3 separate regions of the Pan troglodytes genome follow, and regions 2 and 3 are each linked to region 1. The links are chromatin contacts, called in public HiChIP or PLAC-seq maps. All regions are on one chromosome and are shown on one strand. The core of a region is the stretch at or near the end of the contact, and the rest is flanking DNA. Distances in the headings are between cores, read along the strand shown. Region 1 holds the start of COX17 (cytochrome c oxidase copper chaperone COX17). Region 2 holds the start of POGLUT1 (protein O-glucosyltransferase 1). Region 3 holds the start of TIMMDC1 (translocase of inner mitochondrial membrane domain containing 1).

What was found. HiChIP or PLAC-seq counts read pairs in DNA pulled down with a chosen protein or histone mark.
Region 2: a contact with region 1 is called in an H3K4me3 HiChIP or PLAC-seq map of stem cell-derived excitatory neurons, with 5 times the contacts expected there. The contact joins the promoter of POGLUT1 here to the promoter of COX17 in region 1. A contact is called at or near these places in 1 of 7 Hi-C or Micro-C datasets (stem cell-derived neural progenitor cells) and 1 of 1 datasets of contacts at active chromatin or transcription factors (stem cell-derived excitatory neurons).
Region 3: a contact with region 1 is called in an H3K4me3 HiChIP or PLAC-seq map of stem cell-derived excitatory neurons, with 6 times the contacts expected there. The contact joins the promoter of TIMMDC1 here to the promoter of COX17 in region 1. A contact is called at or near these places in 1 of 7 Hi-C or Micro-C datasets (stem cell-derived neural progenitor cells) and 1 of 1 datasets of contacts at active chromatin or transcription factors (stem cell-derived excitatory neurons).

Annotation. Positions count from the first base shown.
Region 1 is chr2:122,979,782-122,982,786 of NHGRI_mPanTro3-v2.0_pri, reverse strand. COX17 (cytochrome c oxidase copper chaperone COX17) reads left to right here and starts at 1,439. Exons shown (of 3, transcript NM_001252540.1): 1 at 1,439-1,621. The coding sequence starts at 1,515.
Region 2 is chr2:122,774,356-122,777,360 of NHGRI_mPanTro3-v2.0_pri, reverse strand. It overlaps POGLUT1 (protein O-glucosyltransferase 1), which reads right to left and starts at 1,485. Exons shown (of 11, transcript XM_516666.9): 1 at 1,293-1,485; 2 at 489-579. The coding sequence starts at 1,377.
Region 3 is chr2:122,804,268-122,807,272 of NHGRI_mPanTro3-v2.0_pri, reverse strand. It overlaps TIMMDC1 (translocase of inner mitochondrial membrane domain containing 1), which reads right to left and starts at 1,459. Exons shown (of 7, transcript NM_001243911.1): 1 at 1,053-1,459. The coding sequence starts at 1,246.

The sequences.
Region 1 (3,005 bases), core at 190-2,689:
AAAGAATTGATAATAATGGATGAGGGTGAATTTAGAACATGAGGGTAATGTGTTGTATTATTAAAAATATCAATCCAGAAGGAAATAAAAATCATCCTTATTGAAAGTTTTCAGATGACAAAATGGGGATGGTCTTAGTAACCTGAAAAATACACATACAGAAATTACTCTTATACAGCACCAGTTCACAGACACGCCTGTAAATTCCCTGAGTTAAATATCTATAATATAGAAACAAACTTTGATTAGGTGATGCTGAAAGTTTAAGTACCTAAAAATACCTATCACCCAGCAGCTATTGAACAGTGCCTCCAAGTCCTGCTTTAAAAAATGATTTTATTGGCCAGGCGCAGTGGCTCACGCCTATAACCTAGCACTTTTGGAGGCTGATGTGGGCGGATCACCTGAGGTCAGAGTTCGAGACCAGCCTGGCCAGCATGGCGAAACCCTGTCTCTACTAAAAAATGCAAAAATTACCCGGGCGTGGTGGTGCACACCTGTAATCCCAGCTACTCAGGAGGCTGAGGCAGGAGAATTGCTTGAACCCAGAAGGTGGAGGTTGCAGTCAGCCAAGATCGTGCCACTTCACTCCAGCCTGGGCGACAGAGCAAGACCCTATCTCCAAAAAATAAAATAAAATAAAATAAAAGAGTTTATTGCCTGTTTCCAACAATTCTCTGCAGGAAAAAAATCCAATGATTATATCCATTTCGTTGCGAATAAGACGGGCACCAGTTTATCTATGTACCTGAGGAAATGCTATGGAAATGGTATTTTTCAATTTTATTCATCAGTATATTAATAAATATATGACTGAATAATTCATACTGAATTCAGATCAGTTGGAGGGGGGCTATAAATGCAAATTAGCTGAGGATTTAATGTGCGTAGGAGGTGTATAGGGGGTTAGAGGACCTTTTAAATTCCCCCAGTAGTTGTGGACTCGGTGGCTCTATGTCTTTGCTATTCATTTTTAAATAGGTCAATGAAAGAGAGGAAAGGCCTGCAGTGTGTGGGGATCAGGAAGAAGGCGGATAAAAGAAAAGGGGGAAACTAGTCTGTTATTCAAGGGAACTGGCTTTCACTTGTGGTTTCTCCTGTTTGGCTTGAACAAATCATTTCACCATCTTGGGCTTCCGTTTCGATATTGGGTGGGGAGGAGCGGGTGTTACGAGATCTCTCAGTTGTCTTGCTGCTTTCTTTCTTCGTGAGCCCTCCCCAAGTTGATTTAACAAATACTCTATGACCTAGAGTCCTAGAGTGTAAATACCACAGTCCAGGTGAGCGTTCCGCGGGCCTCCTTGCGCATGCGCTGAAGGGGCACCCTCGCGTTAAGGCCCGAATTTTGCCTCTTCTGCGCACGCGCTCCTTTTAAATTCCCCACCTGTCAGAGAGAAGCAGGACTTCCTGTACTTTTTAGAGCGACTGCCGGAAGTGACTGCGGACGAATCGGCGTTTGGCGAGGCTGGCATAGATTTGGCTGTCTCCGCTCATAGCTGCTTTTGGCGCGAAAGATGCCGGGTCTGGTTGACTCAAACCCTGCCCCGCCTGAGTCTCAGGAGAAGAAGCCGCTGAAGCCCTGCTGCGCTTGCCCGGAGACCAAGAAGGCGCGCGATGCGTGGTCAGTGCGCAGCCGGAGAGGGCGCGGCCGACGAGCCCCGGGCCGCGGCCTGTGCCTTCCGGTGCCTATGCCCTACGGCCTCTGCCCTCTGCCTTCTGCCCTCTGCGCTCTGCCTTCTGCCCTCTGCCCTCTTCCTTCCCCCCTTCCCCCACTCCTCCTCCCTGTCTGCCCCCGCCCCGCCCCATTGCGGCGCTCTGGAGATAATTATTGGGCCTTGTAGGTTTCGTGGTCGGGTCTCTGTTGACTTATCCCGTAGCTTAGTCCCCGGAAACGATGGAGAGAGAGGAGAACGGCAAGCTTCAACCACTCATTCCTTCCTACAAATGTGTTTTGAGTATCTGTTATGGGTTAAGCACTGCGTTAGGTCCGAAGATGTAGACATGGATAAAGATGCATCTTGATATAAAGGAGCTTAAAGTTAATGGAGACATAAACCAATGACTTGTATACCACGTGGTAAGGGCTATGATAGATTTGTTAAGACCAAACAGGAAAGGTTTTCTGGTAATTTCTAAGGCTTTCTCCCAAAATTTAGAGACAGTAGGACACAGAGTGTATTCCTTACAGTTCTGAAGAGTTACGCTTCAACCCTTTTAAGGCAACCAAAAGTTGAAAATCAACCAGTCTACGACGCAGGGGACAAAGTATTAAGAATAGTTCATCTAGATTGTCAATCCACAAAAGATTTGTTCTCATTTTATATAGCCTCTCTTGTGGAGCAAATCTCATTAGAGGACGTCCTCAGATAACGTGAATGTGCATCTCTTCCTCTGGCCCCTTTTGTCTTCCCAGATAGTAGATATAAGAAAGAAATCATTAGTGCTATAATGGGATAATAAGAGTGTAGGAGCTTAGTGCTTTTATTAATCCTCAGTACTTTGTAAATAATACGGGTAGGATTGAAAGACTGCAGTCTGAACAAATTGTTCCAGTGGTAACAGTAAGTGCTGTTGAACCTTGAATAGTATGACAGCATGATTAAGAGTCTGGGATCCACAGTCAAGGTTTGAATGTTAATCCACTAACTTGGTGACCTTGAGCCTCATGTGTCTGTAAAATGACTCTAATAAAAGAAACTCCCTCCAGTATTATTGTAAAGATTAATGATACAAACCATGTCAAGTGGCTAACACAGTATACATGGCAATAAATGATCAATGAATGCTAGCTATTATCTTCACAATGATCTCACTATCCCAGGCAATCTCCCATTTGCAGGCAGCTCTTGAGCTATTGAAGCATGGGTAGAGTTTCCATGGAAGGAGAACCTATTCCCTTTGTTAAATTCCTTTTGCCTCGATTGCCTCAGACCACGTGGGTTCTCCCCAAATATCCATAGTCAGGAGTCAGTTTTTCCTTGTAATTGAATTGGGCTTAACTTGAT
Region 2 (3,005 bases), core at 236-2,735, 210 kb after region 1:
TCACCATGTTGGCCAGGCTGGTCTCGAAATTCTGACCTCAGGTGATCCACCTGCCTTGGCCTCTCAAAGTGCTGGGATTACAGGCATGAACCACCATGCCCAGCCTGATGTGCATTTTCTAAAGATAACCATCAGGAAATTTAGGACTAGATTCAGCGATAGATGGGTTTATTTCCTCAACAATATTTATCGAGCACGCACTGAGAGCTAGCACCAGGGAGACAACAGCAAATAAGACACAGACCCTGACCTCAGGAAGCTTGCAGCCCAGTGGGAAAAACAGATGCACATGCACTGAATCCCGCAGTGAGTCAGTGGTTAGGTTGACACCACCTGAGCCTTTCCCATGCCAGAGCATTTTTATTCCCCAGAAATAGAAAAACATCCTTGCCTTTCTGACCACTGCAACCAAAATCTCTCAAGGATGTTAGAATACTTCCTGTGACAGCAACTAAACTCTCAAAGACACATCAAAGAAAAGAACTCACCCATGGTAGCAGCTGCAGTTTTGACTTGAACATGGTTCGTAATTCTCCAAAGACCTGTTAATTTGGTCAATAAATACTTTCCATTTTGAACCTTTAAAAAGTGAAGTAAATGAGAATTTAAAAAATTTTCCTGAACGTTATTTGCTGACACCACACCAACAGAAGAAACAGAAGACCAAAACTTTCAGAAATCCCCTTCCCATCCCACTGATGGAAACGAAACGCTAGGGAGGAATTTTTGTGTGTACAACTCCCACGCTCACGTCAAGTCTGTTCCTCTATCCGGCTGTCAGGTGTCCAAGAAACTGGAAAATTCCCAAGCTTAATGCTCAACCCTCAGAATGCTATGGATAGTGACGCGGACTCTCACTTTCTACTAATCAAATTGAACTCCACAAAGAGGATCAGTTAAAAGCTACAGACATTAAACCCCTCTTCTCTTCTGGCAACGCATATACACACACGCTCGCGCGCACGACATTTGCCCCCATCCCCGACCCCTCAGTGTTTCAGGCAGGTCCAGAGTAGCCAAGCACGGGCGACGCCTCCTGCGGGTGAACGGGGAATTCCCTCTCCTCCCTGTCATTCTGAATTCCGGGGAATGGGTTACTCTCCAGGGTCCAGAGCAGGAGCAGAGACCCCGGCACCTCACTCTCCGCCGCAAGGCGCCCCGGTGCCTTCTGCCCAGCTCCGAGCTACAGCGGCCACGGCATCTTCCCGGGAGCCGGCCGCGCGGGGGAGCGCCTCGGGACTCCGGCCAGACCCCGAGCCCAAGGGGCAGGCTCGGCACTGCCCGGAGCCCACCTGACTCCTTCTGGCGGCCCTGCGCTGAGGGCAGGAGGAACAACAGCAGCCAGAGCCGAAGCGGCGAGCTAGCCCACCACTCCATCGCCGGCGGACCTACTGCAGATTCCCCGCTGCGGCGCTGGCGGAAGCGCGGCCCCGCACAAAGATGGCCCGGGAGCCGCAGCACGTGGGCGGCGGGTCGCCCCGCACAAAGATGGCCACCGTGGCCCCACCACCCTTCCTCCAGTCCCCAGCCTTGAGGCGGAGTTTCCCTGAGAAGGCTGCGCCGGGAAGGTGGGGAGAATAAACGAATGGACCAGTTGCCTATCCTCCCTCCCTGGCACCCCTGGGAAAATAGGTCTGCAGCCAGAAAACTGAAGGTCAGAGAGGGTATGTTTCACGGTTAGTGGCACAACCAAGACTTGGCATAGAGCCTAGGCCAAACAGTTCTTCTCTTGACGTCAAATTGCCTCTTATCAAATAGCATAAATTTGTTGAGCGTGTGTGTGTGTGTGTGTGTGTGTGTGTGTGTGTGTGTGTGTACAGCACGGTTAGACCCCAAAGGTTGCAATTAGCATAGCAGGGATCCCTTTGTAATAGGAATTTATAACAGTTGGGGTGACTTAGACGTAGGAAAAAAGATCAATGGTGTTAAATAAAGTTTATGGGAGGTCGTTGTTTTGGACAGAACTCTGGCACTAGGCCTCAAGAGAGCAGACAAAACCAGAATGGAGGCAACTTGTCCTAGGTGCCGCGTAATTAAACTCAGCTTTAAAAGGGGTCAGTTTTCCAACAAATAGGAGAAGGGGCCCATATACCTGAGCTGGCATGATAAAGAAGTCCCCTCTGATGTAACTCTTGGAGGAAAGTAACTTCAAAATGACCAATCTGCTTTTTGTTCCTTATTTCTGCTTTCTTCAGCCCTTTTCTGCCTATAAGCCCAACCTCTTCTGCTCAGCTCATTAGAACACTTTTCTGTTTTATAGATGAGATGCTGCCTGATTCATGAATCACTAATAAAAGCCAATTCGATTTTTTTTTTTTTGAGACAGAGGACAGTCTAACTCTGTTGCCCAGGCTGGAGTGCAGTGGCACAATCTTGGCTCACTGCGACGTCTGCCTCCCAGGTTCAAGCAATTCTTCTGTCTCAGTCTCCCGAGTAGCTGGGATTACAGGAGTGTGTCACCATGCCCGGGTAATTTTTGTATTTTTAGTAAAGACAGGGTTTCACCATGTTGGCCAGATTGGTCTCAAACTCCTGACCTCAGGTGATCTGCCCACCTCGGCCTCCCAAAGTGCTGGGATTACAGGCATGAGCCACCATGCCTGGCCAAGAACTTTAAACTAAATTTGATGAAATTTTGTTTCTTGACAGTGGGTAACATGATACTGGACAATATAGGTATATAGTATAGTACAGGTATATATCTTTATACAGGTATACATAGGTCAGTGTAGATATATTTAGTGATCATAGAACTACAAATATTTATCTATTTTCTTTTCTTTTTTTTTTTTTTTTTTTTGAGATGGAGTTTCGCTCTTGTTGCCCAGGCTGGAGTGCAATGGCTCAATATTGGCTCACCGCAACCTCCGCCTCCTGGGTTCAAGCAATTCTCCTGCCTCAGCCTCCTGAGTAGGTGGATTACAGGCTTGCGCCACCACACCCGGCTAATTTTGTATTTTTAGTAGAGATGGGGTTTCTCCATATTGGTCAGGCTGGTCTCGAAC
Region 3 (3,005 bases), core at 210-2,709, 180 kb after region 1:
AGCATAGCAACATAGCAAAGATCCTGGCTCTAAAAATAAACAAATAAATGTTTTTTTAAAAACGCATTGGGAAAGTTCACTATGCAGTGAGTGGCACATGCCAATCTAAAATAACAAGGAAAAGCTACTATTTAATTCGATTTGTTACTCTCAAATGCATAAGAAGCTAGAACTGCTAATGAAGCTTCCAAGATGTCATCCTGAAACTGCTCTAACAAATAGCTGTCTTAAGTATTAAGTTACTATAAAATAATTGCCCTTCTAGGCCGGGCGCAGTCCAGCCGCGGTGGCTCAGGCCTGTAATCCTAGCACTTTGGGAGGCGGAAACAGGCAGATCACGTGAGGTCAGGAGTTCCAGACCAGCCTGGCGAATGGTGAAATCCTGTCTCTACTAAAAATACAAAAATTAGCTGGGCATGGTAGTGGGCAACTGTAATCCCAGCTACTCTGGAGGCTGAGGCAGGAGAACCGCTTGAACCTGGGAGGTGAAGAGTGCAGTGAGCCAAGATCGCACCACTGCACTCCAGCCTGGGCGATAGAGCGCGACTCAGTCTCAAAAAAAAAAAAAAAGAAAGAAAAATACGAGTTTGGGCTGGCGCGGTGGCTCACGCCTGTAATCCCAGCACTTTGGGAGGCCGAGGTAGGCGGATCGCCTAAGTCCAAGAGTTCAAGACCAGCCTAGGCAACATGGTAAGAACCCTGTCTATAAAAAATACATTTAAAAAAAAATTAGCCGGGCGTGGTGGTGCGCGCCTGTAGTCCCAATTAATCGGGAGGCTGAGGTGGGAGGATCACTTGAGTCCCAGAGGCAGAGGTTGCAGTGAGCCGAGATAGCACCACAGCACTCCAGCCTGGGCGACAGAGCAAGACCCTGTCTGGAAAAAAAAGAAAGAAAAAAGATACAAGCTTGGGTTACAAATATCAGAACCTCAACTATAATCTAAAAATGAAGCACACCATCCTTGGTGTCCTAAGGCTGACCCAGGCTGCCCACGCTGCAGGACACCGCTTTCGCGGCCCCCTACCCCACTTCACACCCTAGGCACTTTTACTCTTTGCCAAACAGCTCCCGGAGGCGGTCCCATCCAGATTCCGGGTAATAGGGCTCTGGGACGTAGGGAAGCCGCTTCTGACGCTCCTCAAGGACTTCCGAATCGGCAGTCACAGCTTCGGCAGCAAAGACTCGGGGAAATAGACACAATGCTCTACAGAGAAAGCTCCGCGGTGCCGGTGGCGGCACCTCCATGGCCTTCTCTCGACCTACGGACAAACTTGAGCGCTCAGGACTTCAAGTCCTCGCGGACGTGCCGCGGGAGAGCGTAACTGTACGAGGTGAGAATCCGTGCATTTGACCCAGGCTAACCCTCTGCCAGAGGGCTCGACACCCACACCTTCTGTCCCCGGCCTCGCTTTGGAGTCCTTGGAAATACGACACAGGAAGTCCCGCCCGACCGGGGCAAAGGCCAGGGGGCGGGGCGACGGCGAAGCCGGAGCCCAAAAGACTTCCGGTCGGGGGCGGGTTGGGCCACTGCTGTGCTGAGTGCACCCCCGGAAGTGAGTTGGCTGCCAGTAGTGAAGCTCAGCGTGGTCCCGGCAGCCCTTCGCTCCGTGTTTGTGGTTCCTGGGTCATGCAAACGGTGTCTGCGGCTACTTATATTCAGCTTGAGGTGGTCATAGGTTGAAGTAATTTATCGTATTTAAAATGCCAGGAATTAGCCGGGCATGGTGGCGGGCGCCTGTAATCCTAGCTACTCGGGAGGCTGAGGTAGGAGAATCGCTTGAACCCGGGAGGCGGAGGTTGCAGTGAGCCGAGATCACACCACTGCACTGCAGCCTGGGCAACAAGAGCGAAAATCTGTCTCAAAAAAAAAAAAAAAAAAAAAAAGGCAGGAATCCCGCTTCAGTAAGGAAGAAAGTGCAATATTCAGTGCAAGTGGAGTAGGGAAAGAGGGAAAGGCGATTTGTGCAAAAACAAGTCCAACCTACTCTGCCAACATTAGAGAAGCCTTCCAGGCTGGGCGGGGTCCGTTTGTACCTTGTCAGTTCTGCTGGAAAAAAAACGAGGCATTAGGGATGGGTGTTGGTGCCAGTTACACTAAGATTTCGAGAACACTTTTTTGAAGAATCAGCTTTTTGGCAGGTCTTCCTAAGGTGGATTTCACTCCCTTTAGTTCATATGCCTACTGCTTCTCAAAAGGCAGGAGAATTTCTGGAATTTCTATCAAGTGTTTGTATAATTTGCCGTCACTACAACCTCTGCTAACATATGCTTCGAAGTATAGTTTTCATTAAAATGAATGCATTTAAAATATTCTCAATATTCGTGTAATTTCATTCAATCCTTGTTAACAAGCATACTCCCTTATTCATTTTGCCAATCCCTTCACCTCCTTGATTCCTTTCTAGTTGTCAATCAAAATTGCCACACTGTAGTAGAATACAGTAAGTGGACTTAGGAATTTGATAGCTGGAAATGCTACACATAAGTCCCTGAGAAGTGACTGACTAGAGTGACCAGCTCAATTAGTGACAGCGCCATGAAGACTACTCTGGGATATGAGATTTGATTCAGCACTCATCGTAGCACTTACAACACTGCATCATAATTTCCTATTAATCTGTCTCAATAAACTATCCTTGAGATCACAGACCAAATATATTCATCTCTGTATCTCCAGGACCTAGGACTGCAGTAGGTGCTCAGTATTTGTTGAATAATTCAGATCCCCTGACTTCTGGCTCTGGATTACTGCTTATCCCATGTTAGGTAGAAGTGGGCACCAAGATAAGTTACCAAGGCCTGAAAGCCCAAGAAAATGGCTGTACAGTCTGTTTCTAACCTATACGTAGAAAAAGCTAAATGCATAAGATGACCCCAGAATTATTCTGGGGTGAAGGAGGACTTGAAATGGGTAGGAGGGTTTGGGTGGGTGTTGGGAAGATACTGACACAATCACTTATGTACAACTCAAATGCCCCAGGATTCACTAGCCTGTAGATGAGGT